Regions from separate parts of the Rattus norvegicus genome. Here all the other regions are linked to region 3. Evidence: chromatin contacts called from public Hi-C and HiChIP or PLAC-seq data. All regions are on one chromosome and are shown on one strand. Each heading gives the region's core, a stretch centred on a gene start, on an enhancer-like site or on the middle of the called end of the contact. The rest is flanking DNA. Distances are from core to core; before and after follow the strand shown. Region 1 holds the start of Pdss2 (decaprenyl diphosphate synthase subunit 2). Region 2 has its middle 120 kb from the start of Scml4. Region 3 holds the start of Bend3 (BEN domain containing 3).

Region 1 (3,087 bases), core at 431-2,930, 270 kb before region 3:
CACACACACACACACACACACACACACACACACACACACACACACGTGTCTCATTATGGAGCCCTGGCTAACCTAGAACTGGCTATGTAGACAAGGCTGCCCTTGAACCTAGAGATCCTTCTGTCTCTGCCTCCTGAGTGCTGGTAAACATCACCATTTCTGGCTCAAAAATAAAATCTTTAAATCACCAGAGGTTTGGCATTCAAAGGGAGTCTGCAGGTAAACTTTCTGTGGCTTTAAAGCATCTTGTCTTGCAGTGTGAACAATTTCTCTGTCTTTTTAGTTCGTTTACATGACACGAACTTTATCAACTATGAATTTCGAAAGCTCTAGTGAATTTTAAAAACCATTGCTGAGAGTAAAATGTAGGTAACAAGTCTTCTATTATTTTTACATTACTCATCTCAATGTTACTTTTTTCTCCCCAGTGGACTGAATTTAAGGGTTTGTAATATTTTTTATGATTAACAAGGACTTCAACACTTGTCCCGTCTAATCAGAAAGGGCAAGAAGCTAGACGTGCTTGAGTAGGTAGCACCCGAAGGGCAGAGCAGCCCCCATCTGCAGTCCCAGGACTTGAGAGGTGGATGAGGTCAAGAAGTTCCAGGTCAGTTTGCTACACAGAAAGTCTCAGGCCACCATGGCCTAGAAAAAAAGTTCCATCCAGCACTGAAAGCATTGTCACGTTGACAATTTTATTTTAGCAACGAGGAGAGAGAATTTTTGGTAGCATATTACTTAATGTTGTGGTTAAGGGTATGTATTCAAAAAACCAGACTGTTAGGTCGGGTATGTGGCTCCGAAGTAGAGCACTAGCCTAGCGCTACTGCATGAGGCCTGGCCTCTATCCCTAGATTCCAAAGAAGAGGAGAAAAAAAAAAAAAGATACCAGATTCTCTGGCTTCACAGTCTTGCTTAATGTGACCATAGCAACTTAACAGTTTGGCTGTGTCTCAGTCCCCCCCCCCCCCCAAAATCCAGGGAATACTATTATCTTTAAAAATGCAGCAAAAGGTTAGGTGGGCTAATATGTGAAATGCACTCATGCCAGTGAATTTTCAATCCTGGTGCCAAGAAAGGAGAAGGAGCAAGCGACGTCTTATCCCATTCTCACAGCATCCTTATGCAAAAGGATTTGTCAGAGAAACCCTGGCACTTTGGCCAGGGAGCCGAGGGAAGCTGGGCTCAGACCCACCGATATAGACTTGCGTTCCAGTTCTGCGGGGGCCGTAGCAGAGACATCATCGCCCAGCTAGACGGGCCGCCCTCCCGCGTCCGCGGCCCCCACCGAGGACTTAAGGCGCACAGAAGAAAAGGGATTCCCAACCATCCTGCACCACGGCTGCGATCTCACTGCTGACTCACGACATGGATATTTATTTACATAAGCTTCACTCTGGCTGGGCCGGGGGAAACGCTGCAGAGACCCCGAGTCCGCCTTGATCAGGGGCTAAAGGGATGCCGAAGGGCGGACACATTAGTCCAAGGACAGAAGCTGCCATCCCTTCCCTCGCCTTCTGGTCATCGCCAAGGCCCCGCCCCTTTGGGGGAGGGCCCAGCTGTGCCGTAAAGTAAAGAACACACTTTGCCGCTTATCAGCCCGCCCCTATCTTTACGGCAGGCCGCATTTCATGCCTCCAATATGGCGTCCCCCATGTAGGCACTGGCTGTGGTGTCTACCGTAGGTGGCCAGTGTAGTTCTGAGCAGCCACTAGGGATATGCCAGTCTGCGCTGCAGAAGCAGCAAACTTTACTCCTGGCTACGGCTCTAGAAAGCCACACTTCTCTGAGGGTTTGGAATTACCGTTTCCTTTTAGATTCTAAAAGTTTCTCCTCAGCCCTTGTTTGTTTCTTGTGTCATTTCTGGACACCTTTCTCAGGTCCCTGACCCTCTCAGACTTAAACTATGAGCCTCCGGCAGCTGCTGTTGCGCTTGTCCGGTTATCTCGGGGCTTCTGGTCCCCCAAATCGCCACTGGTGGTACTTCAGATCTCTCGACACCATCTCCTCGGTAGGCTCCTGGCGTGGTCGGTCCTCCAGGTCTCCAGCCCATTGGAACCAGGTGGTGTCAGAGGCAGAGAAGATCGTGGGTTACCCCGCATCCTTCATGAGCCTCCGCTGCCTGCTGAGCGACGAGCTCAGCAACGTCGCTATGCAGGTGCGGAAGCTGGTGGGGACTCAGCACCCACTGCTTACCACTGCCAGGTGAGCGACCCCCTCTCCCACTGACCCTATTCGCCTTTTTTTTTAAAAGTTATTCTGGTTAGGACACTCATGCTAACTCTGGGTCTGGCCAGTTCTTTTATCCGTCCTTTCGTTTGATCTTTGAAGACATTCGTTGGTGTCCCTTTAAAATTCTTCTGCTTGGCTCAGCTTAGTGGATAAATGGTTTTCTTAAAAGAAAAACTCGAATGTGTTTTACAGTTTCGCTTAAATACTAGAGATCCAGATGCTTCATGGTTTGTCAGGATATCAGAGATGTATACTTACTTAGTCACATTCAATAAGTGGTATTTTAAAAATAGAATAGATAGAGCCTGGCAGTGGTGGCACATGCCTTTAATCCTAGCACTTGGGAGGCAAAGGCACAGAGTCTCAGAGTTCGAGGCTAGCCTGGTCTACAGAGCAAGTTAAATTGTTCACGTACAGAAAGATTAAGGCAAGAGAGACAGACAGAATAGACAGCTTTAACAGATATCCAAGTATTGGACTATCCAGGTCGAAGTCAGTATCCTCTGAGGCTTTTAGCACTTTAGCCAGACTAGTGCTAAACATGCCATTAAGGTTTTAAAAAAAAAAAAAAAAAAACCCTCATACCCCATGCTTTGTGGTTTCTTTCAAGCACACAGAAAAGTTACTAGAATAAAAATAGTCCAAAGAGGATTAGGGGAGATGTCTTTGCCAGTAACATACTTGTTGAACAAGTATTACACCCTGATTTTGACCCCTAGCAACCCTGTACAAAGGCTAGCGATTTGTAATCCCAGCACGGAGGTAGAAACTGGAGATACCTGTAGGTTGCTGGACAGTTAGTCCGGCTAAACCAGCAAAATCGGGGTTAAGCAAGAAACTCTGTCTCAAACTCTA
Region 2 (3,048 bases), core at 486-2,985, 510 kb before region 3:
GGCCATATTTCCTGAGTAAGGTCAGCTGGCTCCTTCACGATACGGAGTCAACAGGGAGCTCCACGATACATCTCAGCTGAGAAGATGATTCCCTCGAACTGCATCCATGTGTACACAACACCTCCTAATTTGAGAGTCGTTTTATGTTATTTGAACCATATTACCCTGTGGTTAATACCACTTTTAAAAAGTGGGGATTATGTTATTTGGGTAGGCAGGAAGCAAAGCCACATAGCTAGTAACCACATAAGCCCAAACTCACACGATATCAAAAAATGAAATCTGCCCTCAACTATCCCGTCTCTGAGCATCCCCCATGTCCCCACTTTCCTGGCCTGTTTGCCCTCAGCCCCTGCCTGCACTGGCCCCTTCACGCTCAAGTTCAGAGTAGTCAGGACATTTGGCAGAGGCAATCATCTTAAAGAAGACACTGGCAGGAGCAAGGGAGAGTCTTTCTGCAACTTAATTAAATCACCACGTCCCCACTAATAAGAAGAGAAGTCTCCCCAAGCCAGGAATTTGAAGGTCAGACAGTGACCCTCCCCCGCCACCGCACCCCCCCGCACCCCCCCCCCCCCGCAGGCATTGAGCTACCTCCTGGCCAGCCCACTGCTGACATCTTGTGGTGGAGAAATAGAGTCCTGTGCATTTCCTAGTTCGTATCAAGTCGAGGGCCAAACTCTTAGGAATCGCCAGACACACCCCACACCCCCAACCTCTTCCAGGATCCCCTTACAAAACCTGCAGCTGAATCCACAGGGCTAGGATTGGTGACAGCTGCTGACCCCACCCCAAATTCCTGTGGGCTTTGCTGAATTTCCTCTGGGTTGGAGCTACCCAGCTCCTGCCAAGCCAGGGCAGCAGTCACACGCCCTCTAGGTGGCACCTGCTGTCCAAAGGAGAGGCTCACACATATATAGCCTTCTCCAAAGGATGGTCATCTGAAATAAAGATTTACCCATACATGTCGTCTGAGCTAGACACTTAAAGGTCGGTCTACTTGGGGACACTGCTTCTGCAGTCATAGGATGCGAATGGGCTTGGGAAAGAAGTCAGCACACCCTTCAGGACATAGGTTATGTGGCAAGAGGCCTTCTGTGAATACCATTAAGGTAAATGACACTTTAAAGGCAGAAGTCACCCAGGGACTCGTTTGATGGCAGCAAGGAAAGGGGTGACTGATGTCTGAATACAGAGGGTTCTGCTCAGTTCAGGCGGTGCCTTGCCGTTTTAAAATGTGGCGCGCAAGAATTTCAGCTCAAGGTACCTTTAATATTCCTAGTGGGGATCACCAACATGGCTGTAATTAGTTTAATTAATTAGGCTTGTAAGAGTTCAGGGTGATCTATGGGAAAGCATCATGATCGCTCCCGTTAGAGCCAGGAGTCCAGAAGCACCTTCCCACCCAGCAAACGAACATTCTAGATTTCTTACAGTGTGGTCTGCAAACATACTTGAATCGTGAGCACATGGTTTTATTAAAGGGTGCAGATTATCGTTGGTGGTCTGAGGCACGGTGATGTGTACTTCCACCCGCCAGAACAGTCGCAAAACAAAGTGGCAGAGGGTCTAACTGGAACCTGTTGTGTGGTTCTCCGGTCGGAGATCTTTGCCCTGAGGGAGCCTGAAGCACTGCTTACAATGGACACAAAATAAACGGAAGTGTGGAGAGGGTAGTGAGGATGGAGGAGCCTTGCCCACCTCGTGACCATGCCTTGGTCCCAGGGAAGGCGGAGCCCCGCCCCTACAGCCCAGCCAGCTGTGTAAGAGGAGAAGGCTACTCTGAGGACTAGCCTGCGGTTTTCATTTGATCCAAAAATGGATCCAAAGCTCTGGTAATCTCATCCTGTCCTTCCAAAGAAGCAAGAGGTCAGGTCCTCAGACAGGGAACGCCCAAGGGGTTCCTGGGCACGCACCACAGCAGGCCCACGGGGAGGGATCTGGAAGCCACAGGGCAGGGAGCACTGACAAAAGCTGACCCGGAGTTTTGTGTCAGAAAATTACTTCCTTAATAAAAGACTTTAAAAAAGAAACATTATCTTTCCTTCTTATTTCTGTCTCTTTTTCCTTTCTGTTTTCTTGAAACTGTTTCTTTGCTTCTCCTTTTGTTAGTTAAGAGTTTACTAAGTCCCGTTTTGTGTGCAGCCCCGACTGGCAGCATAGCGAGTTCCAGGACAGCTAGGTCTATGCAGAGAGATCCTGTCTCAAATAAGTAAATTTAATAAATAGCTGGGCAGGGTGGTGTTCTGTGAGTTCGAGGCCAGCCTGGCCTACATATCGAATTCCAGGATAGCCAGAGCTAGATATTAGAGAAACCCTTTCTCAGAAACAAAAACGACAACAATTGAGTAGATACAAAAAGCCAGGTAGGGTGGTGGATGTCTGTGTTCCCAGCACTAGAGAGGCTCGCTCAGTGGTCTCTAAGCTTAAGGTCAGCCTGGTCTATACAGGAAGACTCAAAACAGCCACAGTATGGGGCTGGAGAGATGGCTCAGTGGTTAAGAGTATGGGCTGCTCTTCCAGAGGTTCAATTCCTAGCAACCACATGGTGGCTCACAACCATCTGTAATGGGATCCGACGTCCTCTTCTGGTGTGGGGGACGTTGAACTAGCATACATAAAATAAAAAAAAATTGCAAAAACAACTACAGTCTCAAAACAACAGCAGCAATAGGATTTAAATAATTATAATAAAAAAGGAAAGTAAGGGCCAGCAAGATTGGCTCAGCAGGTCAAGGTACTTTGTCATTCGAACCTGGTGACCGAAGCTCAATCCAAACAAAGGTCAAAGGAGCAAACTGGCTCATCCACGTTGACCTCTGGCTTTTACACGTACACTCTGGCTTGTGTGCGAGCACACATGCACACACATGCACACAAACACCCCCAAATGAAAGGAAAAATAAAAGGAAAGTGATAAACACTACACACATATTATGTTTCAGTTCTTTCCCTACATTGTATTAGCATCCATGGTCTTTTATTATATCTGAATATTACACAATGGCATACCACTGCACAAGAACTAGTAACAAAGCCCAGTGACCT
Region 3 (3,405 bases), core at 274-2,773:
CGGCCCAAGGCTTTTGAATTTGAAGGGCCGCTATCTCGGGCCCATTCTTTTCATCATCCTGTTTTGAATGACACTGAGCACGTATAGATTCTCCCATAAAAGCACCCCCAGGATGCTGGGCTTCTTTCGCCAAGCTGCCAACTAATTTTGCATAGCAATTAGTACGGACTTCTCCAAGTCCGCAACGCAAACAACACTCCAGAACGTTTCACTGTTCCTGCGAGGTTTTCGATCACCCAACTCCGTGCCATTAGTATTTCAAACCAGAAGGGGAGGAGCTTGGGTAATGATTAAATTCCCAATTTGCGTGGAGACACAGTAATCCCTGACTACACGTTAATTCCAACCCTCGGCCGCGACCCGGCAGCTAGGAGCCAGCATGTGCGTCCTTTTAAAATCTATTCTACGTATTCACTGACCGCGCCGGGCCGGGCCACATGGTCCTCTCTCGCAGCCAGTCAGCTGTAGGCAGCAGATGGGATCATTTGCATTTTTCTTTTTATATTTTTTTCCACCGGTAAATTAAAGGATTAAAAGAATTTTTTCTTACGTCCTCATTGTTTACTAAAAACCACGCACGCGGCTTAAATGTTGACTTGGGCTTTTCTCTCCCCCGCCCCCACCCCCAAATCCCCGAAAGTTGGGGAACTGCGAGGGGTAGGTTTCTAATTTCTCAACTCGGATTCTGCAGCCTGGGAGGCTAGGAGACAGTCGCTCTCAACTAAGTCCGCGACTGGAGTTTCCCTGTTTTCCGCGCTGAGCCCCTGTGGGTCTGAGTTGGTGGCGTGAGGGTCCCCGAGCGCGTGTTTCGCTCTGCAGCCTCAAGCGGCAAAACTTGGGCTCTCGGAGCTCAGGCTTTACCGGAGAGGGCGGCCACCCTGCCGGGGGAGTGGCCAGGGAGCCCCCAGAGCCGGGGTCGCTGCAGCGTGCCCCACCCGCGAATCCATGCGGATCTGGAGGGGGGGAACGCACCCTGAAGTCTTTGTGCCCGGCGTGGCGCGGGAAGGTCCGCGCGAGGGTGCAGCGCCACCGCCGAGCGTCCCAAAAGCGGGGGGGCGCGGGCGGAAAAGACACGCCGCGTCGCCTCACCCCCCTCCCCCTGGGGTGAGAGAGAAAAGTAGAGAAAGAGGCACTGAGGCCACGCTCTAACCGGGAGAGCACGTAGCGGAGAATGCCGCGGGGCGCTTTCTCGTGGGTGCGAGCCGCCCTGATCGGCCGGCAGCCGGCGCGGGCCCACGTGGAGCCGCTGTGCAGGCCGAGCGCGCCCGCCCCGCAGCGCGCCCCAGCTCCCCGCCGCGGTCGCTCACGCCCGAGCGCCGCCGCCGCCGCCGCCGGTCCCGCGTGTGCCCCGCTGAGGGGGAGGGGCGGCGCGGTGGGGGCGGAGGGCTTGAGGTTCCACTGCAGCGGGGGCTCCTGTGTCCTTGTGCGGAAATGACACACGGAGTCCCGTCACGTCACGCGAGAGCGCAGCGCACGGACACACACAAAGAGAGGGGAAAATACACGGCGCCCGCCCGCCCGCCGCCCCCAGCCAGTCGGCGGGGCCGCCCCGGCCAGGCCCTGCGCGCTCGGCCCCCACTGCGGCCCGCGCGCCCGCCCCCCGCACGTGGCGCCCGAACTCGGCGCGGGCCCCGCTCCGCAAAGTAGCAACTCTCGTCCCAGGTGAGTGCGGGCCCCGGCGGGGGCCGCCCGCGAGCGGCTCGCCGCCTCCGTGCGGGCTGGAGGGGGAGCGGGCGCCCACGGGCTCGTCGCGCCCCATTGTGCCGCGCGCCCCTTTGTGCCCGCTCGGAACGCCGCGACTCCATGGCGTTCCGGGAGCACGCGCGCCGCGGCCGGGGAGGAGGAGGAGGGAGGGGAGGACGCACGGTGGAACGGTCCGCGCCGCCGCCGCCAGGCCGGCCCCACTCGCGCCGCGCGCCGGCTCTCCACCCCCGGCTGGCCGGCGATGGAGCAGCCGAGGGCCGCCGGGGAGCAGCTGCGCGGCGCCGGGTCGCTCGCGCTAGACCGGCCTGTGGCGGGGATGGAGGGGTGTCAGGGAGCAGAGAGGCGGGGAGCCGGAGGCCCCAGAGCCGCCGCTCGGAGGGACGCTGCCCCGGGGAGGCTGGGGAGGGAGCGAGGCCGCCGGCGGCCGGGAGCGGGTGGGGCGAACCCCGCCGCCAGGGGGCGCGGCGCCCTCCCGGGCCGTTCCACGGCGCTCCGTGGTTCCCGCTGCCCTGCTGGAGGCGGGCCCAGCGCGGCGCTCTGGGTGTGCACCCCGGCGAGAGCGAGGCCTTCCTGGCCGGCGGTGGAGGCGGCCCGGAGAGCTCGCCGCCCCTCGTGACTTGTGCCCGCTGTGATCGACGTGATTTCCCACGCATACTTGGCTCGGGCTGGGGCTGGGGCTGTGCCGTGCGGAGTTGTGAGGGCCTTGTGTGCCGGGACCGGCTCATCTGAGTTCTATTTTTCTTAAGTTTTTACTGGAGTAGAAGTTTGATCACTCAGGTGGCCCACTTGGGAGTGTTTTGTCGGTGGAGGCCAACCAGAGATGCTCTGAATTAGGGATCACTTTTAGGAGGCAGAGAACTTCCTTTTAAAAGTAACTTTTGAATGTTTCCCTACAAATAACGCGTCACGGGGTAGAGGGGACGGTACCAGGAATCTAAAGACGGCAGAAAACCCAGGCGAGTGGAGAACGTGTCGAAAGCTTGTAATGTCCAAGATAGAGGTTTTAATTTTTTCTCTTTTCCGGTTCCATGCCTGCGGTTTTTCTTTTTGTGACTATTCACTTTTAATTTATAGGTGTCTGAGTTTTGTTTTGTTTTTTTAAGTTTTATTTTCCGTGTATGTGTTTTGATTGCTTGTTATACATGCACCGTATCCATGCCTAGTGTTCTGGGAGGTCAGAGGAGGACATTGGACTTAAAGCCACGTGGGTGCTGCGAACCCAACCCACGACCTCTGAAGGAGCAACAAGTGCTCTAAAACGCTGAGCCATCTCTCCAGCCCCTACTTTGTAGTTTCATGTGTAACCTTACAGGACTTAAGCTTCCTCGAGTACTAGGATTTGGCCAGGATATTTTTTTTTTCTCTTTCTTTTTTGAGACAGTCTCTTGTGGCCCCTGCTGGCCTCAGACTTGTTTGTTACATAGCCTGGGTGATCCTGAACGGATTTTCTTCCACCTGTCAAGTTGGGATTACAGGTATGCACTACCGCACCCAATTTTTTGGGTACTTGGTGGAAATCAGGACTTTAGTTATGCCAGGCAAACATTTTGCCAACTGAATTACATCACCAGTCCCAAGATTATCATTTATACATTTTTAAAAACCTAAACATATATATATATATATATATATATATATTCCCATATCAGACACAAGACACACCTACAACCGTTATGGGCTTTGCTAGAGATTCTTTTTGTT

Evidence for each region. Hi-C and Micro-C count contacts between places; a contact is called where the count stands out from the background. HiChIP or PLAC-seq counts read pairs in DNA pulled down with a chosen protein or histone mark.
Region 1: a contact with region 3 is called in an H3K27ac HiChIP or PLAC-seq map of oligodendrocytes, with 4 times the contacts expected there. The contact joins the promoter of Pdss2 here to the promoter of Bend3 in region 3. A contact is called at or near these places in 2 of 12 Hi-C or Micro-C datasets (kidney and psoas muscle) and 1 of 1 datasets of contacts at active chromatin or transcription factors (oligodendrocytes).
Region 2: a contact with region 3 is called in a Hi-C map of Schwann cells, with 4 times the contacts expected there. The contact joins the enhancer-like site here to the promoter of Bend3 in region 3. A contact is called at or near these places in 2 of 12 Hi-C or Micro-C datasets (Schwann cells and psoas muscle).

The regions. Positions count from the first base shown.
Region 1 is chr20:48,290,183-48,293,269 of GRCr8, forward strand. Pdss2 (decaprenyl diphosphate synthase subunit 2) reads left to right here and starts at 1,681. Exons shown (of 8, transcript NM_001014249.1): 1 at 1,681-2,205. The coding sequence starts at 1,907.
Region 2 is chr20:48,049,561-48,052,608 of GRCr8, forward strand. No RefSeq gene overlaps it. Among named protein-coding and RNA genes, the nearest start is that of Scml4, 120 kb to the left of the region's middle. Within about 2 kb of position 1,736, at least 7 of the 93 cell types and tissues checked have an H3K27ac peak or open chromatin away from gene starts, as enhancers often do.
Region 3 is chr20:48,560,860-48,564,264 of GRCr8, forward strand. Bend3 (BEN domain containing 3) reads left to right here and starts at 1,524. Exons shown (of 4, transcript XM_039099149.2): 1 at 1,524-1,662.